2 separate regions of the Mus musculus genome follow, and region 2 is linked to region 1. A link is a contact called in public Hi-C data. All regions are on one chromosome and are shown on one strand. The core of a region is the stretch at or near the end of the contact, and the rest is flanking DNA. Distances in the headings are between cores, read along the strand shown.

Region 1 (5,556 bases), core at 450-2,949:
AGAGCATTCTGTAACGAAACCACATATATCTGAATGGTGTCCATAATCTCATCGTGTACTTGTAACTTAATATTTGTGAAATCCAAGACATTCTGTATTGTCTTATACAATATGTCTGTTTTGATTTTTTTTAAAGATTTACTTATTTATTTATTATATGTAAGTACATACACTGTAGCTGTCTTCAGACTCTCCAGAAGAAGTTTCAGATGGTTGTGAGCCACCATGTGGTTGCTGGGATCTGAACGCAGGACCTTCAGAAGAGCAGTTGGCGCTCTTAACCACTGAGCCATCTCTCCAGCCCTTGATCTTTTTTCAATTATGTGTCTGTGTGTATATGTGCATGTCAGATCTGTGTGGACGTGGAGGCTAGCTGCCTCGTGGTGGTGGAAATCAAACTCAGATTCTCTGGAAGAGCAGTCCCTGTTCTTCACTCCAGCCATGTTTTAGTTTGCTTCATGAAGTCTATTTTAGACACAACGCGCATTTTTGATGTATTTCCTTTCTAAACTTCTTGTGTTGGAGTTTGATATCGGTTGATTGGTAAAGCCGATTTCACCCTAAATCTTTTCCATCCAGCATGAAAGAGAGCTTGCCTATAGAGCATTTCTTAGTTGTCTTTAGCAGAGTAACCACAGAGATACAGAAAGGAATCAACTATCTGACTTTAAACTGAGCTGCTAATGGATCTCTTTAGGTGTTGTCCTTTTAAAGCGCTCAGAGTGCTTCCCTTTCTTATGCCATAGATTTGAAATTAATGCTCTTCTTTCCTTTCAGGCTTTAAATGAAGAGATTATTAATAGAAAGAAGAATGTAGATCAAGCAATAAAAAATGGTCAGGCTCTTCTAAAACAAACTACAGGTACTTTGAAAAGTATACTTCTTAGCATCTCCTTAAGATTGTTTTATGTTTTGAGTGGTTTGCCTGTATGCACATATGTGTACCACATCTGTACGCAGTGCCCTCAGGGGCCAGAAGAGGGCATTGTCCCCTGGAAGTGGATTTACAGGTTGATATGAATCACCATATGCTTTTTGGAACCAAATCCAGGTCCTCTAAGCCATCTTGTCAGCCTTAAAGACCATAAGCACCCAGCACTGACCAGTCCTCCTGGCCTGTGGGAGCTTGACATGCGCTGATTGTATTGCTGTATGTGTTCCACAGAAACAGGTCACATGTTCATTTTCTGCTAAACCTTTTGAAAACTACTTAGTTGTCTTCTATCTGATTATAGATGGCACTTCCTCCTACCTCCTAATATATTGAATATCAGCATTGTCTGTAAAGTTTCAGAAACATCTAGAAACCCCTGCAATTGGATTTCAAGCTTGATCTCACAAATAGTTTATGTGATTAAGGGTTCATTTCCATTTCCAGTTTCCCCTCAGTTTGGGATATTGGGTGAAGTCAGGACATAGCAAGAGTCTATGAAATTTAAGCTCTCATTTAAAGACAGTATTAAAAGGCTCCTTTCCTCTCCGTGCTGAGAGCTCCTTGGTGTGAACAGTGGCTGCTGTTCTTCACAGGCGAGGAGGTACTGCTTATCCAGGAGAAGCTGGATGGGATAAAGACCCGCTATGCGGACATCACTCTCACTAGCTCCAAGGCCCTCAGAACTTTAGAACAAGCCCGGCAGCTGGCCACCAAGTTCCACTCTACATATGAGGAACTAACTGGGTGGCTGAGGGAGGCGGAGGAGGAGCTGGCAGCCAGTGGAGGACAGTCTCCCACAGGGGAGCAAATACCCCAGTTTCAGCAAAGACAGAAGGTAAGCCATCATTTTATACTGCAGCAGGCAAAGAAGTTTCATCTTTGTCTGTATCATATTTCCTTACCTTTACCTTAGAACTAAACCAAATGAACTCCTGCTTTCTCTCTTGTGTACTCATGACAACAAGATTTTACATAAAGATAAGGCTGTTGTCTGAAGAAGAAAGAAGTCAATTTCTAGGTTCTAAGTTTGCTTGCTGTGTCACCTATAATTCACCTCCACCATTCATTCTCTAAAGGGGGCACTGTTTGGAGACCAGAAGACAAGTGAAAAGGAGGCGAGGGAGATGGATGCGGGCACTAGAAGAAAAAGAACAAGAACAAAGCAAGGGAAGGAATTAAATGGGGGAGGTGCTTCGTAGTTAGTTCTAATTCTGCTGCAGTATCAAAAGCAGTTCTTGATGCACAGAAATCTTTGTGGGTATTTGTTATGTTAAATGCCCCTAGTTAGAGCATTAAGGAATAGAAAGAAAGAAACACTGTTTTTACACAGACAGTGTGACTCAAATCTTGCAGACAGTTGTAAATAAGCAGCAGCTAAGCTGAAAGTCAGGCAGGTTTCAAAATGATTGAAAATGTGAGGCAGAGAAAAAAAGAGCTGAAGGAAGGAGGTCAGTGCCCTGCTGGGATGTGTGCTGGAGATAGGCTTCCCCCAACCCCCCAGCACACACTGCTGCTGATGGGCTTAATTTAGCAAGGTGTGGCCTGAAAACCTTTCCCTCCTTAGGAACTGAAGAAGGAGGTCATGGAACACAGGCTGGTGTTGGACACAGTGAATGAGGTGAGCCATGCTCTCCTAGAGCTGGTGCCTTGGAGAGCCAGAGAAGGACTGGATAAACTTGTGTCTGATGCCAACGAGCAGTACAAACTGATCAGTGACACTGTTGGACAAAGGGTAGATGAAATTGATGCTGCTATTCAGAGATCACAACAGGTAATGTTTATAATGCTATGTGCTAGTGTTTTAGGTCATGGGATGTATATGTGGTGTCCAGTGCTATAACCTACATAAGTACAGGCTCAAGAAGAATAATGAGATCAAAATAAATAGAACAAACATACTTTAATAATGGTAAACACAGCCAGGCATGGTGGCGCACGCCTTTAATCCCAGCACTCAGGAGGCAGAGGCAGGCGGATTTCTGAGTTCCAGGCCAGCCTGGTCTACAGAGTGAGTTCCAGGACAGCCAGGGCTACACAGAGAAACCCTGTCTCGGAAAACCAAATAAATAAATAAATAAATAAATAAATAAATAAATAAGGTAAACACTTGGAAGAGTTTTGATCCAGATTAGGACCAAAATACTCAACCACTTGGTACAGAGAAAAAACTTGCAAGAAGAGCCCTATGTTAAAGCTATTTTTTAAATTTATTTGTTTTTGGGTTTTTGTTCATTTGTTTTACTTTTATATGTGTGGGTGTTGTGTTTGTATATATCTGTGCATCATGTTTATACCTAATACTAAAGAAACCAGAAGAGGGCCAACACATGGGTTCTGTAAACCAAACCCAGGTCCTTTGAAAGAGCTCTTAACCTCTTTGTACTATCTCTCTAGCCCTGTCTTGCCACCTTCCTTATATAGGATCTCACTGTGTAGCTCCATCTTAGCCTTAAATTGACAGAACTCTACCTGCCTCTGCCTGCTGAAAGTTGGAGTTTGCAGCACCACTATTTTAGCGTTAGATGGAAAAGGGGAAGATACCAAGAACTATAATTACTTTCAAATATGTAAACCAAAATAGCACAGCCAGCCAAAAGGGACTCTTAGTAAACACAGGTGTCATGTTTCCCTTTTTCCTTCCGCTTTGGTGGTTGGGGAGAGGCGGGGCACATCTTCATCATCTTCCTAAGACATCACTGTCACACAGCTGGTCATGCACTTAATACTATGCCATAACATCTCTCTCTCTCTCTCTCTCTCTCTCTCTCTCTCTCTCTCTCTCTCTCTCTCTCACACACACACACACACACACACACACACACACACACACACATATATGACTGGATGACCCCTTGGGTTCACAGTGATAAACAGATGTTTTCTGAACTATGAAGACTTTTTTGATTCCAGCTACATTCCCAATTTGTCTTTAGGTTTTTCCTAATCACCACCAGTTACCTTCAGTTACACTGTATTATGCTTGGAAAACTGATTCCTCACACGTGCCCTACACACATATGCTTTGAGACAGTATGATGTGGTCTAGTCAGTCCCCTAACACACATTCCCTGAACTCCTAATTCTTCTGCTTCCACATCCCATGTGCTAGCATATAGGCCTTCTCTGCCATGCCCAGTTCATTACTTTTCTCTTTAAATATAGGCTTAGCACCTTCTATTCCAAAAATGTGAAGTATTCCAAAATTTAGAAGATGTTATACCAGTAATGTCTATATAAATATTCAGAACACTTCTGTTCCTAAGCATTTCAGATAAAGGGAAGTCTTAGCTAGGGTTTTATTGCTGTGAAGAAATACTATGACCAGGGAAGGCAACCCTTGGAAAGGAAACCATTCCCCCCCCCCCCTATTTATTTAATGTATGTGAGTGCTCTAGCTGCATATGCACCTGCAGGCCAGAAGAGGGCACCAGATCCTAGGATAGATGGTTGTGAGCCACCATGTGGTTGCTGGGGATTGAACCTCTGAAAGAGAAACAATGTTCTTAACTGCTGAGCCATCTCTCCAGCCCCCAAAGGAAAACATTTCATTAATGCTGGCTTACAATTGCAGAAGTTTAATCCATTATCATCATGATGGGAAGCATGGTAGAATACATACAGTCACGGTGCTAGAGAAGGAGCTGAGAGTTCTGTGTCTTGATCCGCAGGCTACAGAAGGGGACTGTATCACACTGGCCAGACTAGACTTAAGTATATATGAAACCTCAAAGCCTGCCTTCACAGTGACACACTTCCTCCAACAAGGCCACATCTCCTTACAGTGACACTCTCTGAGCCAAGCTTTCAAACACATGAGTTTGTGGGGGTGCCAAAACTCTTCAGACCACTACAGTAACAGTGGTTAAAATTGAAGAGAAGCTTATAAAGATTAGAGAACTCTAATGATCAGCAGTTATACAAAGAATGTTCTTGGATTTTGTGATTGAGTTTGGGGTTCTTCTAGATTCCATCATCTAAGCAAGTTCTTTCAATTTAACACTACTCAACTGTCCATTGCCATTATAAATTTATGTTTAAACACCTATTTCTAGGCATGATGGTGCACACCTGTAATCCCTTAGGAGGCTAAAGCAGGAGAATTATCACAAGTTACCTGAGTTACATCAAAAGGCCTTGTCCCAAAAAATAATAAGTAAAGCTACTACTGTTTAGTGTTCGAATTGGAGAGAGTCAACGGAGCACCACTCTGTTAAAGTTCTCTAATTAGAAGCACACTTTGAAAGAGTCTAACGGCTATTTTTACTAAGTTTTATAACTTCATTTGAAGAAGTTGAATTCTAACTTTTCTATATCTTTGTTGTTGTAATTTTATTTTCTTTCTTGAAATTTTTGTTAATTTTGTGAGACAAGGTATGCCTGTTTAATGCAAGCTGGCCTCACAATTTTCAATCCTCCTGCCTCAGCCTCCCAAGTGATGTTGTCCTCCCTATGGTGCTGGGGATTGTACCCACAGCCACAAAGCCCTCCTCTCCAACCCCCTGCCCCCATAGCTTGGTTTATGGTTTTTAATGAAATTGTTCTCAGTTTTGAATTTACTTTTGAGGTACAACTATATTTCTGAAAATTCAGGCCTTTCTGTGTTGGATAGTTTACAGTTGCCG
Region 2 (5,211 bases), core at 1,398-3,897, 280 kb before region 1:
TGTCCAAGACTCACTATGTAGACAGGCTGGCCTTGAACCCAGAGATCCCTCTTCCTCTGCCTCCTGTAGTGATGGAAAATGAGCACAGGCCTTTATGCATGCCAGGGAAGCAGTCTATGAAATGAGCTGTATGCCAGCCCTTGCCCCACTTCTCAACCGTCACACTGCACCACTGCCCTTCTCTAGTTTTTAATCTGTTTATCTACTCCAGAGTCAACTTCTGAAGAAGAGAGCCCCTGTCCTAGTACCCCTGCCCAGGGGCCTCGGGAGGTACTGAGTCCCAGGGACACTATGTCCCCTGCTTGGGATTCTTCCAGACAAGACTCATGTTCTTCTCCAAGGATGTACAGAGTGAGGCTTCGGCACATTTGTTCTATAACCAGGAGCTGTTTTTTGGCAGAGGCATCTGTTGTACCTGAAACACTTCAGACCCATGGACCCTGGCTTTAATCAGAACTCTGCCAGGGTAATGGAGGGGAGCATCCCAAAATGGAGTTTTGAAAATTCAAAAAGTTGGAAGTTGAGCTGAGTGTTTTGGCGCATGACTGTAATCCCAGAACTCAGGAGGCAGAGGTAGGTGGATCTCTGTGAATTCAAGGTTAACCTGGTCTATAGAGCAAATTCTAGGCTAGGTAGAGCTATACAGTGAGAAGGAAAGAAAGAAAGAAAGAAAGAAAGAAAGAAAGAAAGAAAGAAAGAAAGAAAGAAAGAAAGAAAGAAAGGAAGGAAGGAAGGAAGGAAGGAAGGAAAGAGAGAGGGGGTAGGGGTAGGGGGAGAGGGAGAAGAAACAATGAAAGCCAGGCATGGTGGCGAATGCCTTTAATCCCAGCACTCCGGAGGCAGAGGCAGGCGGATTTCTGAGTTCGAGGCCAGCCTGGTCTACAAAGTGAGTTCCAGGATAGCCAGGGCTACACAGAGAAACTCTGTCTTGAAAAACCATAAAAAAAAAAAAAAAAAAAAAGAAACAATGACTCCAGGAGTGGTGAGGAATTCCGTAATCCAGGCACCTAGAAGACACAGGACAGTCAGGACTATGTAGAGAAACTTCTTCTCAAAAAGTGAAACAAAAATAAGAAGTTGAAACTAGGGGCTGGGGGGCTGGTAAGATGGCTCAGTGATTAAAAGCACTTCCAAAGGTCATGAGTTCAAATCTCAGCAACCACATGGTGGCTCACAACCATCCGTAACGAAATCTGATGCCATCATCTGGAGTGTCTGAAGACAGTTACAGTCTACTTACATAAAATAAATAAATGAATAAATAAATAAATATTAAAAAAAGAAAGAAAGAAAGAAAGAAAGAAAGAAAGAAAGAAAGAAAGAAAGAAGCTAGGGGCGGGAGATACAGCTCAGTGATTAAGAGCACTGACTGCTCTTCCAGAGGTCCTGAATTCAATTCCCAGCAACCATATGGTGGCTCACAACCATCTGTAATGAGATCTGACGCCCTCTTCTGGTGTGTCTGAGGACAGCTACAGTGTACTTACATATAATAAATAAATAAATAAATCTTTAAAAAAAAAAAAAAAAGAAACGTTGAGACTAAATCTTAGTCTTCCATCTGTGAGGGAAGGAATTCTGCCAGGTCAGAAGAGCCTGAATCTCAGGCTTGCTCAGATGCCTGGGGAAGTATTCCACACTGCCGTTCTCACCTAAAAACAGAGGCCACTACAGTGTAGGACCCGTGGAGGCCCTGGGGATTAATGGTAGGTTCTGTCCTTCACAGGCTCCTGTGGTGGAGCAGTGTGGGAAGGGAGGGAGGGAAGTTTTATAGATGAGTTGCTGTGCCTTTGAGTTTCAGGAACCTCCCAGTTTCCTGTATAGTGAATGCAGCCTGCCTGCAGCCTCGCCTGTAAGAACCTCAGGTGCCCACAAGAATGAGACCCTCTCTTGCGGAAGGGAGATGTGGTGTGAATGAGGCTCAAATCTTTGTTGTTTGTTTGTTTGTTTCAAGACAGGGTTTCACTGTGTAGCCCTGGCTGCCCTTGAACTTGCTCTGTAGACCAGGCTAGCCTCAAACACACAGAGATTCACCTGCCTCTGCCTTCCTAGTGCTGGGACTAAAGGCATGCGTCACCACTGCCCAATGAGGTTTGATTCTTTCAAGAGGAAAAAGAATACAGCTTTATCCACACTGTTGGGAGAGATGGTGGAGGGCCGGGGCCCTCTGTAACTACTGATCCGTTCTGAATGCCAGCTATATGCCTTGTGTGGTGCATGCTGTTGTGAACCACAATGGTCAAACTGAGTTTAAGAAGCTGATGTTCTATAGTAAACAGACAGACACCTGGAGAGTTCAGGACCTCGCCTGAGGTCTCTCAGCCAGCAAGGGGCCAAACTGGGAAGGATTCTAGCTCTGCCTAAGGCAACTACTGCCTTTACAGTGCTTAGTAAGATAATGACCAGAAACATGTGTGTAGCACTTCATGGTTCACGAGTGTCTTCACATCCTTTCTATGCACTCTGTGAAGACAGGCCTGGGTGGCTGAGGCATTCCACACTTCTTTGGGACAGCTTCTTGTTGAGGGTCCTTCCTCTTGTTCTCTGGAGGGAGGATGGGAGATGGCAGTGACTCTGAGAAGTCAGAGAAGGCCTAGGGAGAGGCTAAGAAGGTGAGACTTGGCCAGTTGCTATGGTTACCCAGCCATCTGGGTAACCATTTTGAGGGTTGCTATGGTGATGGGCTGCTGGGTGGCAGGGAACCTTCTTCCTGGGTGGCTGGCACCATCCAGGCTTTTGAGATGAGGGATATTGCACTTTTATAGCAGAAGAGGATAGCACAAGAGGCAGGCAAAGTCTAGCTGCCCTGAGGAGACTAAGGGACTTAGGGTAAAACTTAGGTTTCCAAGGCAGAAAGCAACTTTGTCTAGGACTGGCCAAAGGGGGAGGGACTGACCTAGAGGTGGGACTCCTAAGACTGAGACTAGAACCTGGCCGTTTGCTTCCAACCAAATGATCAATCTGAGCAGTCCCTGCTGCTCCTGCTACCAATTTCTACAGGGGAATGTAAAAGACACACCATGTAAGACACAGCAGATAGTGCCATAAAGAGGAATAGAGTACACACACACACACACACACACACACACTCACACACATCACACCTTACTAGCAGATGTATTTATAGAGCATCAGTTCACACACAGAAAATAGAGCTGCTTAAGCCAAGTTGATGAAGTGTTGGAAGGAAGTCTCCTAGAGGTTGAGGAGGGGACGGGGACAGGATTTCGCACTTCCCTCTTTCTGAATATGAAGTAGCTCCAGTTCTTGACCACTGAGTAAATACTGTCTGCTTGTTTGTTTGCTTGCTTGGTTTGTTTTGTTTTGTGAGATGGCGTCTAACTATGTAACTCTGGCTGTCTTGGAACTATGTAGACCAGGCTGGCACACTGAGAGTGCCTCAGGAGTGCTGGTATTAAAGGCATGTACCATGACACCCAGCTCCTGAACTAACAAGGTTCTCCATGTAACAGCCTTGGCTGTCCTGGAACTCGATTTGTATACCAGGCTGGTTTCAAACTTACGGAGACCCACGTGCCTCTGGATTACACGCTGGGCTTACAGGCCTGCTTGACTCCCACTCAGCTAAAAGGTGGGGTTGTTAAAAAGAGCTGCCTGGGCCAGTTAAAACCGGCTTCATGCGCTGCCAGGAGTTTCCCTCTAGGCTTTCAGGAGTTGGAGATGCAGGGAGTGGATTTTTTAGGCAAAGGATTAGAGTTTGGTTCTGGGGAAAATGCTGCCCACAAAGTATGAGGCCATGAGAAATAAATATACTATTTGTGTGAGTGTGTGTGTCTGCTTGAGCTGGGACTGAATGAAGCTCTCTGCATGCTAAGGACGTACTCTACCACTGAGCTACAACCCAGCCCAAAGTTTTTAAATACTGTAGCCTAGTCAAAAGCCACAGACAGCTCAGTATTTTAAGATCGTCTGTCTCATTCACTCATTTATTTTGTAGTCGATCAAAATTTTAAACATTCAAGAGTGTCCTAAATATACAGTGTTGTTTGCCATATGCTGAGGACCTCAGGCACCCTCACATACAAAAGCCCCAGGGCTTACCGAGCTAATGCTATAGGAAGGCTGAAAGACAAGCTGGTCAGAGCTAGAGAGATGGATCAGTGGCTAAGAGCACTGGCTGCTTTTGCAGAGGACCCAATTCAATTCCCAGCATGCACGTGGTGTCTCACAATCATCTGCATTGCCAGTTTCAGGGGATTCAAAGCTCTCTTCGGATTTCTGTAGGCACTATTTTGTACACATACATCCATGCAGACAAAACATTCCTGCATATAAAATTAAAACAAAAAAAACTACTTAAAAAAAAAAAAAAGGCAAGCTGGCAGTGCATGCCTGTAACTGAGGCTGAGGCAAAAGGACCTCAGGGTCAAGAGCAGCTTTTGGAAACTTTCAAAGGAAGAAGTGAGAAAGACCCTGCCTCAAAGAAACAAGAATAAGGGTTGATGAAGAGAACCAGTGCTCACACCTTGTCACCTCCTCTCCGTGCCTATGCCTTGGCATTCATACACATCAAAATGCATGAAAAAGAAATAAAAATGTAATATGGAAGAAAGAAAAGAGGCAGTGTGGTGGCACAGGCTTGTAGTCTCAGGCACCCAGGAGGCTCGTAAATGAATTATCCTTAAGCAGAGAGGCTAACAGGGGAATTGCAAGTTCAAAGCTGGCCTGGGCAATTTAGAGAGATACTGTCCCACAATAAAAGGCGGCTGGGTATGGTGTTGAATACCTTTAATACCAGTATCCAGGAGTCAGAGGCAGGTGATCTCTGTTAGTTCCAGGCCAGCCTGGTCTACATTGAGAGTTCCAGGGAAGCCACTGCTGCAAAACAAACAAACAAACACATTTTAAAAAAGAAAAAAAAAAAAGCCGGGTGTGGTGGCGCACGCCTTTAATCCCAGCACTCGGGAGGCAGAGGCAGGTGGATCTCTGAGTTGGAGGCCAGCCTGGTCTACAAAGTGAGTTCCAGGACAGCCAGAGCTATACAGAGAAACCCTGTCTCGAAAAACCAAACCAAACCAAACCAAACCAAAACCAAAACCAAAAACAAAAACAAAAACAAAAAAATGAAAAAAGAAGGGGATACAGAGATGGCTTAGCGATTAAGAGCACTGACTACTCTTCCAGAGGTCCTGAGTTCAATTCCCAGCAACCACATGGTGTCTTACAACCATCTGTAATGGGGTCTGATGC

Evidence for each region. Hi-C and Micro-C count contacts between places; a contact is called where the count stands out from the background.
Region 2: a Hi-C map of cerebral cortex shows a contact between it and region 1, with 5 times the contacts expected there. The contact joins two enhancer-like sites. A contact is called at or near these places in 10 of 39 promoter capture datasets (the 3T3-L1 cell line, the C10 cell line, the HPC-7 cell line and 6 more), 23 of 484 Hi-C or Micro-C datasets (3T3-L1-derived adipocytes, the AtT-20 cell line, the C2C12 cell line and 16 more), 10 of 115 datasets of contacts at active chromatin or transcription factors (T-cell acute lymphoblastic leukemia, astrocytes, craniofacial prominence and 6 more) and 1 of 9 other capture datasets (adipose tissue).

What each region holds. Positions count from the first base shown.
Region 1 is chr4:123,391,219-123,396,774 of GRCm38.p6, reverse strand. Macf1 (microtubule-actin crosslinking factor 1) reads left to right here. Exons shown (of 98, transcript NM_001199136.1): 62 at 778-862; 63 at 1,528-1,769; 64 at 2,499-2,705. Among named protein-coding and RNA genes, the nearest start is that of D830031N03Rik, 18 kb to the left of the region's middle. Within about 2 kb of position 1,699, at least 8 of the 459 cell types and tissues checked have an H3K27ac peak or open chromatin away from gene starts, as enhancers often do. A contact at or near this core is called in cerebral cortex, where this site is marked.
Region 2 is chr4:123,668,252-123,673,462 of GRCm38.p6, reverse strand. The region is part of intron 1 of Macf1 (microtubule-actin crosslinking factor 1); the gene reads left to right. Gm12925 (predicted gene 12925) reads right to left here. Exons shown (of 4, transcript NR_136925.1): 3 at 4,748-4,839; 4 at 2,253-2,544. Among named protein-coding and RNA genes, the nearest start is that of Gm12925, 5.0 kb to the right of the region's middle. Within about 2 kb of position 2,647, at least 42 of the 459 cell types and tissues checked have an H3K27ac peak or open chromatin away from gene starts, as enhancers often do. A contact at or near this core is called in cerebral cortex, where this site is marked.